5 separate regions of the Mus musculus genome follow, and regions 1, 2, 3 and 5 are each linked to region 4. The links are chromatin contacts, called in public Hi-C, HiChIP or PLAC-seq and promoter capture Hi-C maps. All regions are on one chromosome and are shown on one strand. Each heading gives the region's core, a stretch centred on a gene start, on an enhancer-like site or on the middle of the called end of the contact. The rest is flanking DNA. Distances are from core to core; before and after follow the strand shown. Region 1 holds the start of Fap (fibroblast activation protein). Region 2 overlaps Dpp4 (dipeptidylpeptidase 4). Region 3 overlaps Fap (fibroblast activation protein). Region 4 has its middle 55 kb from the start of Psmd14. Region 5 overlaps Slc4a10 (solute carrier family 4, sodium bicarbonate cotransporter-like, member 10).

Region 1 (2,700 bases), core at 82-2,581, 920 kb before region 4:
AACCGCATGGGGAGTGGGATTCATCCGGGAGCTGCAGTGGGCTTTGAATACTCTTCTCTGCCAATGCATACTAGTGACTCACTCTGCTCACCAGAACTTTCCTAAGGCTAGAATTCAGGGACAGCTGTCTGGAGAATGGCAGGGAGGAAGTTCACAAGCCACTGTGCTGGTTTGTGGTGGAGAAAGTTTCCTGTGGCAGCCAGACCAGTCAACTAAAGCAAACAGCAACACAGAACAGTGATGTTTTCTCGTTATTTTTCATGCACAGTTTGTGAAAGATCAGCATGAAACTTAGCATAGTCAGGCAAAAGATATTACAAACTTCTTGAGAAAGCCAGCAATGGAAAAACTGGAGACACCATATTCTAGCAACAGTATCCATGTGGAAACCAGGAATCTGCCCTAGGAAATTGCTCTGGACCACAGAGAAGGTTTAAAAAAAAATTGTGTCTGTGTGTGTGTGTGTGTGTGTGTGTGTGTTGTGAATTCAGTCATTTTACTGATCTGCCAAGATGACCGATCACTTTGAAATATGTGGACTTAGCCAAAATGAAGTACACATGACTTCTCTTTTCACTTGCCTTTTTAAAATTTATTTTAAGGTCTTTATAATTACTAAATGTTCTCCTTTCTCAGAAGATATTCTGAGAGCAAAGCAAAAATATCACTCTTGTAAAGCCATTTCCATTCTTCCAAAGGTCTGCTGGCAAATTATTCCCGCTGATCTTTCCATCTTTCTAGCCTGTGCAAACACACCTAACCCATACTACATTTCAACAGATGGCGCTTCATTTCTTTAAAGGAAAGCAGCCGTGGGTTTAGACAGTTGAATTTTTAAACTTCTGTATTTACTGAAAGTGCATATGGTGCTATACGGACAAAGAAATTGTGCTGAAAGAAAAACATTTGTGCCTGCAGCACCTCATAGGCTCCCGGGAGAAGAGTGTGCAGTCACACCGTGTACCTCTCACAAAGCCGGATTTGGCTCCACTGTTCTTCCCTTCCCCAAACATTTGATATGTACAATGCACCCTCAAAAAGTTTCTCCATTTGAAATCCTTCCTCTCAGCTGCAAACAAGAGGAGTGTAGAAAAGATTGTTACTAAAGTGACTCGAGTGATTTTTGAGGAGAATATGAAATATAAACCTGAACAACAACAAAAAGGTGAAATAAAACGGCCTCTGTATGACAACTTAAGCAGATGTTGGTGTAAATTTACAAGGATGAGAGAGCTCTAGAGCCTCCCTCCAGCCACTCATAGTTCACTTAAAGGCCAAGAACGCCCCCAAAATCTGTTTCTAATTTTACAGAAATCTTTCGAAATTTGGCACGGTAGTCAAAAGTCCGTGGGAAAGGGAGGAGGGGAGCGGGAAGCAACTCATGTCCTGACTTCAGCTTCCAAGTGGAAGACAGACTTGCTTCTTTTCAACAGTTTTCACAGATGCGGTGACCCACGCTGTGCAGTGAGAATCAGCTAACTTGCAAAAACATCTGGAAAAATGAAGGTTAGTGCGTGCCGTCTCGGGGACGACCGCAGAGTAGAGGCTGCCTGGGCTGAGTATGGTCAGAGTTTTCTATTCTTTAGAGAAGGTGGGGATTTGTGTGTTGAGTATCACTTCCCGGTGTGTGTTAGGATTAGAAAATGGCTCTAAATATACTGTAGAAACATTTGTCTTAGCAGAACTGGAAAGGCTCCAGCAATCACCGCCAGACCAGTGGAACACAATCAAAAGCTCTGTGGGGAAGGAGAAGTAGGATCTAGGGTTAGACAAAATCTTGCCATTTCTCAGGAGGAACTAAGCCCAAACCGAATTTTCTTCTATGTAGACATGGCTGAAAACTGTCTTTGGAGTTACCACCCTGGCTGCGCTTGCTTTAGTGGTGATATGCATTGTCTTACGTCCCTCAAGAGGTAAGAAATTTTCTGATTCACTCCATCTGCCTAGCGTAGCCTGGAAAATGTACCAACGTGTGAACTCAAATGGGTGAACATTTCCTAAGTGCCTATTTTCCAAAGTAAGCCTGTTATTTCTAAGAAGACGTATAAGTTCACAGTTATGTTGTGTGTAAGACCAGAAATACTGGCGATGTAAGGGTAGGAAGAGCTTTACAGTGTTATTTCAGCAACAGAAAAACCTGAGAGCTATTCTGTACCCCTCCCACCACCCCCCCAAAATACACGCAGAAGACAAGCTTTGATAGGCCTCTCAAGACTGTATTTTTAACTAGCATTGTTTTCTATTACTAGATTTGCCTGGTAGCAAGAAAAAAAATAATGAGTAAGAATAGAAACGTTAAAAAAAGAACCTATGGAGGCTTTGAAATCACTAAATAGTGCTTCCAAAAAATTTAAGGAAGATGTTCAGAATAGAAATCTCAGGAATAGCCATATAGGAAAAGTAAAACTCTTGTTCTATATATAGTAGCAATTAGTCATTCAATTAAGAGGCTTGTTACAGTTACGCAAACATTATCAAGGTAAATTGGTTGGGGTGTTTGTTTGTTTGTTTGTTTGTTTTTTATTTTTACAGAAAGGCTTAGGCTGGCAACAATGTCACTTGACTGAGACCTAGAAGATGTTATGCACTGATTTTGAAACTAGTTTTAATTTTAATATTATCCATTGGTAATAAACTATGCCCCTATTATTCCAAACCTTCTTATGAACAGCAATGTATGCTTCTAAAGCAGAGATGTAA
Region 2 (2,700 bases), core at 190-2,689, 680 kb before region 4:
AAATGCAGACCTTGATGCATGCCAAGAGAGCTGGCTGCTTTTGACTCTGTGGAGATGTCACTGTTTCTTCCTATCCAACCTACTCCAGGACCAGCAAAGCAGGCTCCCGCTTCCCAGGACCTATCTGGCATTTTCCTTCATCTCAACGTTGTAACCAGTCCTAAATTTAAATGATCTGACCTATATGCTTTTAAAGTTTTCTTTTCAAGACCTCTGACCCTTATTGTGGAAACCCCTAGATGATGCAGACCAAAAGTAGACCTTCTAACCCTTCATCCTGTCTCCCTGGCAAAAGTAGACCTTCTAACCCTTCATCCTGTCTTCCTGGCAAAAGTAGACCTTCTAACCCTTCATCCTGTCTCCCTGGCAAAAGTAGACCTTCTAACCCTTCATCTTGTCTCCCTGGCTGGCTTAGGAATGACATTTAACAGAAGTCTTTTTCTCCACTATTCAAAATGAGGATGTACCAAACACCCACTGATTTTCTGAGGCCACCCTTGATCTCTCTCACCCTTTCCCCTCTCATATGCTACATTTGCTTAGGTTTTAAACATCTGTTTACAGAGAGGTAATGTTTGCTTTTCATTCAGAACCTAGAAATGTGGACCAAAGTTCACATGACATATTGCAGAGTATGTTTAGTTGCAAATGCTATGTACAGGCTCTTTGAAATGTAGCATGTATGGCACCATGTGACACATGGTTGCCATGGTAATACACTTTTTGGCTGAACTACAGCAGAAGCCCATGGAACATACATTGCTAATATGAGACTCTGCCCTGTGATAATGCATGGGACACAGCAATCTGTGATCTGGGACTGTAGGGGTTTTGCATGCAGCCTAGGGGACAGGTGCTCTCTTCCTACATGTGCAGGGGAGATGTGGCGTTCTTCCTTTCCAGTGCCGTCTCCCAGGCACAGGGCATGCTGAGCATTCTGCCATGCATGGAGACAGCATTTGCTTGAATATCGGTTTGCTATATTTTGTATCAAAGGGGGCCCCAGCTGAAAACATTTTATTTTGTAAACTGAAGTGAAAAATCAGTTATGGCAGATCCTTTTTTGAATAATGACATTCTTTTTCCCAATTTCAGAACTCAACAGTCATGAGCAGAGCTGAACATTTTAAACAAGTTGAGTACCTCCTTATTCATGGAACGGCAGATGGTGAGCTTCAGTTAATTAGACTTTTTAGTATCACAGACAGGTTTGCAATTTCACTACTGACAAAACAAAAGCATGAGGGGCAAGACTGTTACATTTACTTCAATAAAACAGTGTTGCTTTCCACAACTCACTTGTCTTGGGCTAAATGGGATGCAGAGTCCTAGAACTTCAGTCACTTTCTTCTTCTGCCTTCCCACTCTGTATCTGAACACTCCAGAGGCTATTAGCTACTTGTTTACGGCTGTTTGTTCACTGTCTTTCCCACAGATAATGTTCACTTTCAGCAGTCAGCTCAGATCTCCAAAGCCCTGGTGGATGCTGGTGTGGATTTCCAAGCAATGGTATACTAAGACTTTGTTCAGGGGGAACAAAATATCTAGTGGGTCTAGTTTCCCCTTTGGCAGTTACTTTTTCCCAAGGAAGTCTCAGATGACAGGAAGAGAAGAGAGGCCCCTTATCATTCCGCTGTGAAGTTGGAGACGTGCTATCCTTGAGTCATACACAGAGTAAATATTAGACAGTTTGAGGTTGAGAAACACAGTATTACATATCCTGGGAGTGTCAAAACACCATTCTTCTATTCCTGTGATGGTTCAGTCTCTCCCTGTTTTGATTCGAAAGTAATCACTTATTCTGTAAATGTGTGGCAGAGTAATTCTAAAGTGAAACCAGCATGATAATAGCTGAAATGTAAAATCCATTCTGTTATTATGATTACTAGCCATCCTAACAACAGTGGGGTATTAATAGTTAGCATGCTTCAGCTCTTGCAGTCGCTACATTATCTTTTGTTGAACAACTGCAGGCAGCAAACAATTAGGCTTGTTTATAAAGTCAGAAATGGCTGGGGCTGGGTTTGCCTGTATAGAGGAGGTTTTGGGTATTTAGTCTAACTCATCTTCTTCATTAGAATTCTTCATCAGACTTTATACATACATACATATATATATATATATATATATATATATATATATATATATATATATATATATATATGTGCATCTTGCACTAATAATACAATGCTATAAAACAACACAACTTTCTTAACTGTTTTGGCTAGAAAATAGTGTCCCTCCACTTCTGACACATAATTAGCTGTGTGCTCCGCTTCAATAGTGCCCACCTATGTAAGAGTGGATTTTTTATTTTGTACTGAGAAAACCTGCCATATATTTTGGACCAGATTCTCAGAAGAAGTTGAGGTTTGTTTTTTCCATGTTTAAAGCAAAGTTATATAATACTTGAGGCATGATTAAAATTAACTTATGTCTCAGGAATATGTACCTGCCTGACATAAATGTCAGATATACAGAGTTCTTAATTTCCAGTGTAAAATTTAAATGTTGGTAAATAAAACATTTGTCTTTTGGCTTCACTTATGTTACAGATATAAGACTTTAATATTAAAATTGATTTTTCCAGCCATTAGATGCTTATATTAGAAAATTGTCCTTAAAATCTATTTATTTTAATACATACTCAAGTGTAGAGAGATTTGGCCCTTGCTGGCACCTATTAAAATAGTATGCCTG
Region 3 (2,700 bases), core at 140-2,639, 860 kb before region 4:
GAAAGCTCTCCTGATATAGGGCAAGGATACCACTACCATGTGCTCAGCTACTTAATGCATGCCAGGTTTTAATATGTGTCACCATATTACACTCTGTACAAAGCAGTGCAATCCTTGCTTCCAATGCATTTACAATCTGGTAAACATGGATAGGTGGTGCTCTAAGGGGAAGCATTACTGTTAGATGGGATTTTTAGTAAGTCCCTCATGAAGCATAGATCATAGAGCAGCTGCAAGACCCATTCAGGCAACACATGCAGCAGTGCAGAGAGCTCCTGGGCTGGCCCTAGCTTTGTTTGAAATCTGTTACATGAACATGTAAAAGAGACCTTAGGATCCAGTTCTTCACAAAAGGCTAAAAAGGAAAGACTGAGATGATCCCGAGAGTGATCCAACCCCCTATCTCCCAAGGAAGCCTTTTAGGAATCAGACAGTGAACACCTAACTTGAAGAAACGGGTTTGCAAGCCCTTGGCTGTCACTCTCGAATCAACCCAGAAACGGAACTGTTTTCCTTGAATCTCTTATAAAATTTTATATAGGCGAATTTTCTACATGTCAACAGAAAACCATGCATGTGCATTTGAAAACAACAGTAAGTACCAGCCAAGCCAAGCTAATAAAGGCAAACAAAGTAGAAAACAGAGGAAGAGCAGACCTCACCTCATAGCCTGCCCGTGCATGAGAATATCTGTAAGGAACAGATGGTAGCGAGTTCACAAGTGCTGGAGGAGAAGGAACACGGTTTCTTCAGGCTTCTTGGAAAATTCCACATTTAAGACAATCACAAAATTTCAGAGATTATAGGGTCAGCTCCATTTATTGGGAGTATATTCGGCATTGTATATAGTCCCATAGTCTTAATTTTATGTGATTTAAGGGTTAATGATGAAAAATTGAAAGAGAAAAAATATATTATCACACTTACAGATAGTGTCAAAAGAAAATTTCTCAAATAGCATAATCAGTCACTAGGTTTCAAGATGACCTTAGCCCAGAGTCATTTTTTTAAAGTGGGGAAAATATGTAAAGTTTAATTTAATCTCTAATATTACAAAAACACCTTATTCGTGTGTTACTTTGACTGTGTTGATTAATACATATTATCAATAGTTTCTGATATCTCGCCTTCCAGGAAGCTTTTCAGGTTTTGAGGATGAAATTTATGGAGCCTTGTTGATCTCAAAAGCTTGTATTATCTAGCTAACCTTTAGCCTAGTTCTGCCACATTAAGTGTTAATGTTTCATTTCCATGTTAACCACCAAACTATCATTTCCTGTAAATGTCATCCTTTCAGAATAAACCTAGCCAGGGAGCGGATAAGAATTTCCTGTTCCTATGTATCACCTGTTATTTGCTTTGTGCCCCAGATGCAAGGCAATATGATTGTTAGCCTCTGCAAGATCATAAAATCATGACCGATTTTATGGCTCAAAACTGTCTTCCAACACCAGTAGTGACACTATCTTTTAACAAGAAAGCGAACCTTCTCAACTCCCATTTTGATTTTGAAACGTGTGGGGGAATGGCTGAAGGGCCGGCCACGCGTCTCCTGCACATCTGCTCGCTTTTCCTTGATCAGCTTCCACACAGGTAGCAATTTTCCATTCGCTACTCCATTTCTTCCCTGTACACTCAGTGTCCTTCAGAATTCGTGTCGGGTAAGCTGTGACTAACGGGGCCTCTTCCCATCTGTTTGTCCCGGGCATTTGCCCAACTCCTCAGTGCGTCAGAAACGTGCATGCTGAGTCGATGCAATGAGCGAAATGGTTGCTATAAAATCCCTTTAAGTAATTCTAGAGAGCTGGCAAAAAGGGTTCAGAGGTAGAGCACTAGCATAGGAAACCTAAGGACCTGGGTTCGATTCCCAGAACAACAAAAGAAAAGGAGAAAGTCCATTATTCCATTAACAACAACAACAACAACAACAACAACAACAACAACAACAACAACAACAGACATGCGTGTTCTACTTCCGGAGAACGAACGAGAAAGGCATAAAGAGAAAGCAGAGGCCACACCAATGTGTTTTGGAGACTGTGCCTCACGGGGTCCCTCCCTTCCATCTGTCTGCTGTGGCGCTCTCCAGGGCCCACTCACTCCGGTCACCCCTTCTTTCTTCCCTTGCTTCTGATCTCTATAAAGTTTACTTGAGGCTCTCAACCCATTCTCCCAATAAGTCTCATTTTCTCTAGAATACAAGAGAATCAAGGTAAAAATGAACAGCAAACATTGCTTTGGAGGCTTCCCGGGACTTTTAAACGTTTTTTTTTGTTTGTTTGTTTGTTTTGTTTTGTTTTTGTTTTTTTTGTAGTCTGTTATTCCTAAGGGAAAAAATTATTTTGAAAACGTTTTGGAAATGTGATGGAGCCGAGCAAATCATTTAACATTTTTAAAGGATACGTATAGATATATTTGGTTGTCCATACCATAGTAAATTGGAGGGCTCTGAACGGCAAGAATAGATTTGTTTTTCACTGAATACAGGATTTAATATCAAATGATGGTTATCAACAATTATGCAAATAAAGTGATACAACTTTAATAAAAACTGAATCAGCAGTGAAGCAAATATCCTTTCCAAGACCCAAGGATTTGGAAATTTGGTACTAGTAGCAATGTCATTGTATTCTAACGAGGCAATCTGGGGACAGGCTTTGATAACCCACAAGATTCAAACATTGGACCTGAGGGCCCTGG
Region 4 (2,700 bases), core at 181-2,680:
TCTAGCGGGAAAATTACTTACATTGAGCACTGTGTAGCTTCCACTATGACTAGAATCAAAATCTAAAACCACCAAGATTCACTCAAGTCACTTGATTTTATATTTATATACTTTAATTAATAGACATTCTAACTTTAGGGGAAAGGCAATAATAGAAATGAAACCCTTGTGTCCTCAATAAGTCTTCACACAATTGTTTGTGTTGTTATACCAAGATTAAAGTCCGTAGAAAAAAATTATACTTCGTAGGTTATCCTGCAATTACTTCTTTTACCATCTATGGTTAGAGGAAAGTTTTATCACGTTAATTTAGGCACCTGATTAGCTAATAGCTAAGTGCCTTAGGAAAAACTGCAGCCAGCTCTTTGTTTCTGGGTTCTGGCTAAGACACTTTTGTCACAGGGAGGAACATCAAAGTCTTTAATCCTAAGAATGGCTGATGAAATGGTAGTTTAAATGTTTTTCTGCTCAACCATCAACTCTGCGGGTCAAAAAGGGAACCGCTGTGAAATCTCCCCTGGCTCCCCAGCGAGCCTCAACAGGTATGGAAGACTTTTTTTTTTTTTTTTTTTTTTTTTTTTTTTTTTTTTGACGAGACTTCGTTTATGATGCATTCTTTGGTGTTGCTGTTCATGTCCATCTTATCACGGAGCCAATTGATCGAGGAGGCACGCAGTGCACCAGCCATGCCCAGTCCCCATCTTCGGGTGCCCCGGGTCGTGGGAGGGTTACCTGCTTTGAAAAGACGTTCGTCTCACCAGCTACTGTCTTAGGTGGTATTCCCCAGGGTATGTGACACAGAAGCCCAGTTAGCCTAGTCTTGGGGTCAGGAGGTCAGGGGTTGGGAGTACAACTAATTGTAAGGCCCTCTCTGGCTTATTAAAGCACTCGCTCGCACTTGTGCTCAGGGCCAGGACGCTTGTGTGCGAGGGTCACAGCCCGAAGCCTTTGGGGGACGCGTTGGCGGGGGGTGCGGGGGGGGGGTAGGGCTTGACCATGCCGACAGCTCAGGCGAGCGGGGTCTCGGCAGCTCGCACCAAGGTTGGAAGCCTATGCGGTAAAGACCCAGCTCGGCCCGGATCTGGCTTTGTTTTTTCTGGCTCTCTTTGGTTTGTCCCCGGGCCTCTGGCGTGACTCGGGTCCCCTCACAGACCAGTGCGTCCGCTCCCCCGCAGGCAGGCAGGCAGGCAGGCCGGGCGGGCGTGCGCATTAAACGTGGGTCCCGGGCGCCCCATGCGGGCTGCGCTCGCTCGCTCGCTTCTCTCGCCCGGCCGGCCAACCCGGGTGCGGCTCGCCAGCGGCGGGGAGGACGCGCGGGAAAGCCAGGGAGCGGGAAGCGGGCGACGGCGGGCCCGCTGGAAAGGAGGGAGCGCCGCAGGCGGGAGGACGACGCGCGGAGGAGGGAGCGGGAGGAAGGAGGGAGCGCGGCAGGCAGGCGGAGGGAGGGCTGATTAGCATGCAGCAGCGCTCGCGCGCCCGGCTCCATTGTTTTAACACCTCCCCTCTCCTCCGCGCCAATCTGTCACCGTTCAGCAGGCGAACGCTGCTGCCTCAAATGCTGCTCTTCTCAAATGAGACGGATAATTAGTTGCCCCGCACGAATGCCGCACTCTTCTCACCCCTGATTGCTATCACCTTCTTGCTCCTGGCAGTTTTGACACCTCGTAATCAGCCTGCTGCTTTTCTCTTTTCTTCCCGACTTCTGCTTCCCTCCCCCCTTCCTTCCTAGTTGATTTATTTATTTATTATTATCATTTTAAATGCAATCTCGGTCCCTATTTGGACGAGTGCTCCTCGGAGTTAACCTTGCATATACGTGTGTGCCTATATATGCATATGTAAACTAGGGTGTGTGTGTGTGTGTGTGTGTGTGTGTGTGTGCGCGCGCGCGCGTGAGCAAGGGGCGGGCTGGCAATTTTGCGGGAAACACTGCTTCCACGCGGAGAGAATTTTCTCCTAAAGATATTTTGGGGTGGGAGAAGTTGGGGAGAGGGATGGGAGGGAAGAGTTAGGGAGACCTCAATTAATGCTTTAAAGATCTCTTAGAAATTAACAAACTGGGGAGTCTCGGAATCTGCTGTCAGAAGCGTGTTTTCCCCTCTCTCCTCTAACAAGCACTGACAGTCTAATTACTGTAGCTACAAGCAGCTGTCGAGGCAGCAGCCCGGGAGCGAAGGCGCCACGGGATGAGCGCTCACCGCCGGCCCCTGTGCCCAGCCTAACCCGCCGAACCACGGCCAGACTTGTGAGGATGGAGAGAAGAGCGAGGCCCGGCACCCGGCAGCCTCGCCAGCCCACGGCCGGCCTGCGAGCCAGCAGACTCCCTTATTGTTTCATATTTATAAAGTCTTTACCTTGAAGGTTAAAAGACGTGAAGAAGAAAGGAGGGGACTGGGGGGGGGGTGCGAAGAAAATCTTTTAAGCTTCCATCCATTCCTTTTCTACCTCCTCAAGTCTTCCCTCCCCCGGTGTTGGTAAAATAACCACGCAACCCGGGGCTGAGGGGGCGGGGTGAGCCAGGCTGGAGTGTAAGAAAGCAGATGTCCCCGCTGGCAGCAGCCTCAGCCTCCGGGGAAAGCTGCACCCGGGGGGGGGGGGCATCCCGAGGACATTCACCTCCCACTTCTCAGGCATCCCGCTCACAACTGCCTCGCCCACGGGTGGTTCCCCCCACCCCCCATCCCAAAATCAGCGTTTTGC
Region 5 (2,700 bases), core at 138-2,637, 650 kb before region 4:
CTTAGTGGGAGAAGAAGAGCTTAATACTCTTGAGGTCCCAGGGAAGGGGGCAGGTTCTGGGTGGGGAGAGCACCCTTAGGAAGGCAAAGGGGAGGAGAAATGGGATGAGGAACTGTGGGAGGGGGGACTGACAGGGGAACAACGACTGGAATGTAAACAAACAAACAAACAAACAAGAAGTATTATATCTGATTTCCAATGGATTAAAGAGTTGGTAACATAAAACAATAAACCCCTTAAAAGGTAATCTGGTGTAAGGCTATGGATGCATCAGAACTTGACTCAGCAACTTTTTGAAGTGTGTGTGTGTGTGTGTGTGTGTGTGTGTGTGTGTGTGTGTGTGTGTGAGAGAGAGAGGGGGGGGGGCATGTGGCAGTCAGAAGACAGTTTGCAGCAGTTTGTTTTCTCCTTCGACATGTGGGTTTAGGAAAGATCTTGAGGACAGATTGCCAGGCAGTGCCTGTGACTGCTGACCCCCCTCACTCTCCCTGGACCTGACTCAGCACCTTTAAGTCATCACCTAAATTACTGTAAGTTCAAAATTCTGACACTGTCGTCTTATATTAAGAACTTAGCTTTTTTAGAGAGGTTGAGAGTCTGTGAGTCTAATAAAATGTTTATCTCAGATGTCAGAATCACCTGGAGGTCTTCAAAAAACAGACTGCTGGCTCTAGCGTCGGCACTTTGATGAAACAAGCCTATGAATTTGCATTCTTAAAATACTACAAGGTGCTGGCTGGAGCAGCAGAGCTCCTAGAACCACAGTTTGGGAAAGTGCTGCTTCAGGAGATAGAACATGCTTGCCCCACTCTATAGCTGAATTATAAACAACAACAACAACAAAAACAACAACAACAACAAAAAAAAACAAAAAACAAAAAACGCTTATGGATGTCAGTAATAAGGACGTTCTTCCTAAACCTACAGCCAATTCTTACCTTTCTAAGAAGGAAAGCATTTGCTGTAATTTGTTTAATTGTGCTTATTTTTAGATTGTACTTTCTTGGAATTTTTCATGATCACAAGGCTCCACTTGCCTTCTTTTTGTTTGCTTCTATTCTGTATGTGTTAGAGTGATCAATCAGTAAGGAAGAAGGTGCAGATACGAACACTTCTACAGACCTGCCTTCCCAGCCTCTACCTAATGCCCGCACTCTTGCTCACCACCCCAGAGCAAACATTCTGTTGAGTTGTTTGCATTTAGTGGCAGTCTGTCTGTCCTGTGTGCAATGTCCTGGAGGATATTGAAGAAGGAAGGAAGGCATGTTGGTACTCTGAGCACATTTGGACATCCAGAATTGATTCTGCAGTCTTCCCTTTACACAGAGCAATGTGCAAAATGTCAGGGTTCCAATATTCATTTCTACCCTGATTATAATCCTTTCTTTCTAAAAACCGAAGCATATGCATATGCATATGCATGAAGTACATGAAAATTTGGAACAGAAGCTCTGCGACCTTGGACTGGCCTGTGTAGCTATTTATTCTGCTTAACTCATTATTGAATTTTAAGGTCAAATGAATGTTTTCTCAGAGCCATAAGTCCAGAAATGGGCTACTGATAGGAAAACCCTGGAGGATAAAGGTACAAGCTTGTAACTATCATCAAAAGGACAAGAGGTGAGCTCACTTTAAATTCAAGTCTCGGGGAGCTGAGACATTTCTACTGTTTATCATCTTGCCAGATCACAACCAGAGTTCCTCAATTAATGTGAACATTTCAGAACAACTTGTCCATTATCCACTCTATTGCACACACTCTTGGAGCACTAAACGTTGGTACAAGATGCTATAGAACTACCATAACTTTCACGGGAATTCATAGGCTCCAGAAAAGAAAATACCCAAATTTGGGCCCTCAAGTAGAAAGTGAACCTTGGATGTGAGCTTGGTGTCATCCCCCGCATGTCCTCCTCCACGCTGCTTTCCCAGTGCTAATTCCAAACAGAACATAAGCGTCTCCACATGCCCTTTCCTCCATCTCTCCACTTTGCTGGAGTAATGTCCTCTTTGCACTTCTTAGAACTATATTTTAATGTTTGGGTTTAGGTTATTTCTTGAATGAAATACTGGGTTTCCCATTTATTTCTATGCAATTAGGATCATATGAAAAGTATCATTGTCATAATCTATGTAAGATTTTCAGGATCTCTAAACCACGCCCATAAATATATTGTAAGGTTTGTTCCCTCTCATTTGGAACTGAAGTCTTATTCCATTTTTATATCCTTGTTGAAAGTATAAGTTCTAGGAAATTTAGTGGTATTCAGTTGTTCTTAAAATCTTTACTTTCAAGTTAAAAACAACAACAGTAAACAGAATGAGAGCATGATAAGGCAGAGTGTGAAATGATGGAATCTCTATACAAGGTCTCAGGCCGGTTAATAAATTCTCTGAATGCATCCATGATATGCACACCCGTATAAATGCCAAATAAACATTGCCAGTACTTATGGGCAAAAGGAATGGCTAATTCTACTAGCGATAATCACATCTCAGTTAAAGCTTTGACTTGGTACCACTGTGCAAAGTTTCAGTGGCAAGTTCTACTACAGTTCTGATCACTGTCAACTTGTTCTTTACAATGTCATGAACAAACAGGAGAAACCAATGGTGTCTTTCTATAGTTCTAGAGACAATAAGGTAGCATGAGAGATTACACTGCATTTTCCTGAAGTGCTTTCCAAATACTAAGAGAAA

The links. Promoter capture Hi-C pulls out the DNA fragments that hold promoters and counts their contacts. A called contact is a pair of places that touch in the nucleus more often than the background predicts. HiChIP or PLAC-seq counts read pairs in DNA pulled down with a chosen protein or histone mark.
Region 1: a contact with region 4 is called in a promoter capture Hi-C map of hippocampal neurons, with 5 times the contacts expected there. The contact joins the promoter of Fap here to the enhancer-like site in region 4. A contact is called at or near these places in 10 of 39 promoter capture datasets (the C10 cell line, HPC-7-derived erythroid cells, cranial neural crest and 7 more) and 2 of 9 other capture datasets (liver and macrophages).
Region 2: an H3K4me3 HiChIP or PLAC-seq map of forebrain shows a contact between it and region 4, with 5 times the contacts expected there. The contact joins two enhancer-like sites. A contact is called at or near these places in 2 of 39 promoter capture datasets (embryonic stem cells and liver), 1 of 15 datasets of contacts at CTCF or cohesin (large pre-B cells), 1 of 484 Hi-C or Micro-C datasets (cerebral cortex) and 4 of 115 datasets of contacts at active chromatin or transcription factors (embryonic forebrain, forebrain, large pre-B cells and 1 more).
Region 3: a contact with region 4 is called in a Hi-C map of cerebral cortex, with 4 times the contacts expected there. The contact joins two enhancer-like sites. A contact is called at or near these places in 1 of 39 promoter capture datasets (pre-B cells), 3 of 484 Hi-C or Micro-C datasets (cerebral cortex and cortical neurons), 2 of 115 datasets of contacts at active chromatin or transcription factors (forebrain and neural progenitor cells) and 1 of 9 other capture datasets (embryonic stem cells).
Region 5: a contact with region 4 is called in an H3K4me3 HiChIP or PLAC-seq map of forebrain, with 5 times the contacts expected there. The contact joins two enhancer-like sites. A contact is called at or near these places in 1 of 39 promoter capture datasets (stem cell-derived epiblast-like cells), 7 of 484 Hi-C or Micro-C datasets (B cells, the N1E-115 cell line, cerebral cortex and 3 more), 3 of 115 datasets of contacts at active chromatin or transcription factors (embryonic forebrain, forebrain and stem cell-derived neural progenitor cells) and 2 of 9 other capture datasets (embryonic stem cells and liver).

What each region holds. Positions count from the first base shown.
Region 1 is chr2:62,572,652-62,575,351 of GRCm38.p6, reverse strand. Fap (fibroblast activation protein) reads left to right here and starts at 1,331. Exons shown (of 26, transcript NM_007986.3): 1 at 1,331-1,506; 2 at 1,829-1,913. The coding sequence starts at 1,501.
Region 2 is chr2:62,333,065-62,335,764 of GRCm38.p6, reverse strand. It overlaps Dpp4 (dipeptidylpeptidase 4), which reads left to right. Exons shown (of 26, transcript NM_010074.3): 24 at 1,096-1,168; 25 at 1,436-1,509. Among named protein-coding and RNA genes, the nearest start is that of Dpp4, 78 kb to the left of the region's middle. Within about 2 kb of position 1,439, at least 19 of the 459 cell types and tissues checked have an H3K27ac peak or open chromatin away from gene starts, as enhancers often do. A contact at or near this core is called in cerebral cortex and forebrain, where this site is marked.
Region 3 is chr2:62,512,665-62,515,364 of GRCm38.p6, reverse strand. All of the region lies in intron 20 of Fap (fibroblast activation protein), which reads left to right. Among named protein-coding and RNA genes, the nearest start is that of Gcg, 30 kb to the right of the region's middle. Within about 2 kb of position 1,389, at least 13 of the 459 cell types and tissues checked have an H3K27ac peak or open chromatin away from gene starts, as enhancers often do. A contact at or near this core is called in cerebral cortex, cortical neurons and forebrain, where this site is marked.
Region 4 is chr2:61,655,336-61,658,035 of GRCm38.p6, reverse strand. No RefSeq gene overlaps it. Among named protein-coding and RNA genes, the nearest start is that of Psmd14, 55 kb to the left of the region's middle. Within about 2 kb of position 1,430, at least 157 of the 459 cell types and tissues checked have an H3K27ac peak or open chromatin away from gene starts, as enhancers often do. A contact at or near this core is called in cerebral cortex, cortical neurons, forebrain and 2 more, where this site is marked.
Region 5 is chr2:62,306,353-62,309,052 of GRCm38.p6, reverse strand. The region is part of intron 22 of Slc4a10 (solute carrier family 4, sodium bicarbonate cotransporter-like, member 10); the gene reads right to left. Among named protein-coding and RNA genes, the nearest start is that of Dpp4, 100 kb to the left of the region's middle. Within about 2 kb of position 1,387, at least 7 of the 459 cell types and tissues checked have an H3K27ac peak or open chromatin away from gene starts, as enhancers often do. A contact at or near this core is called in cortical neurons and forebrain, where this site is marked.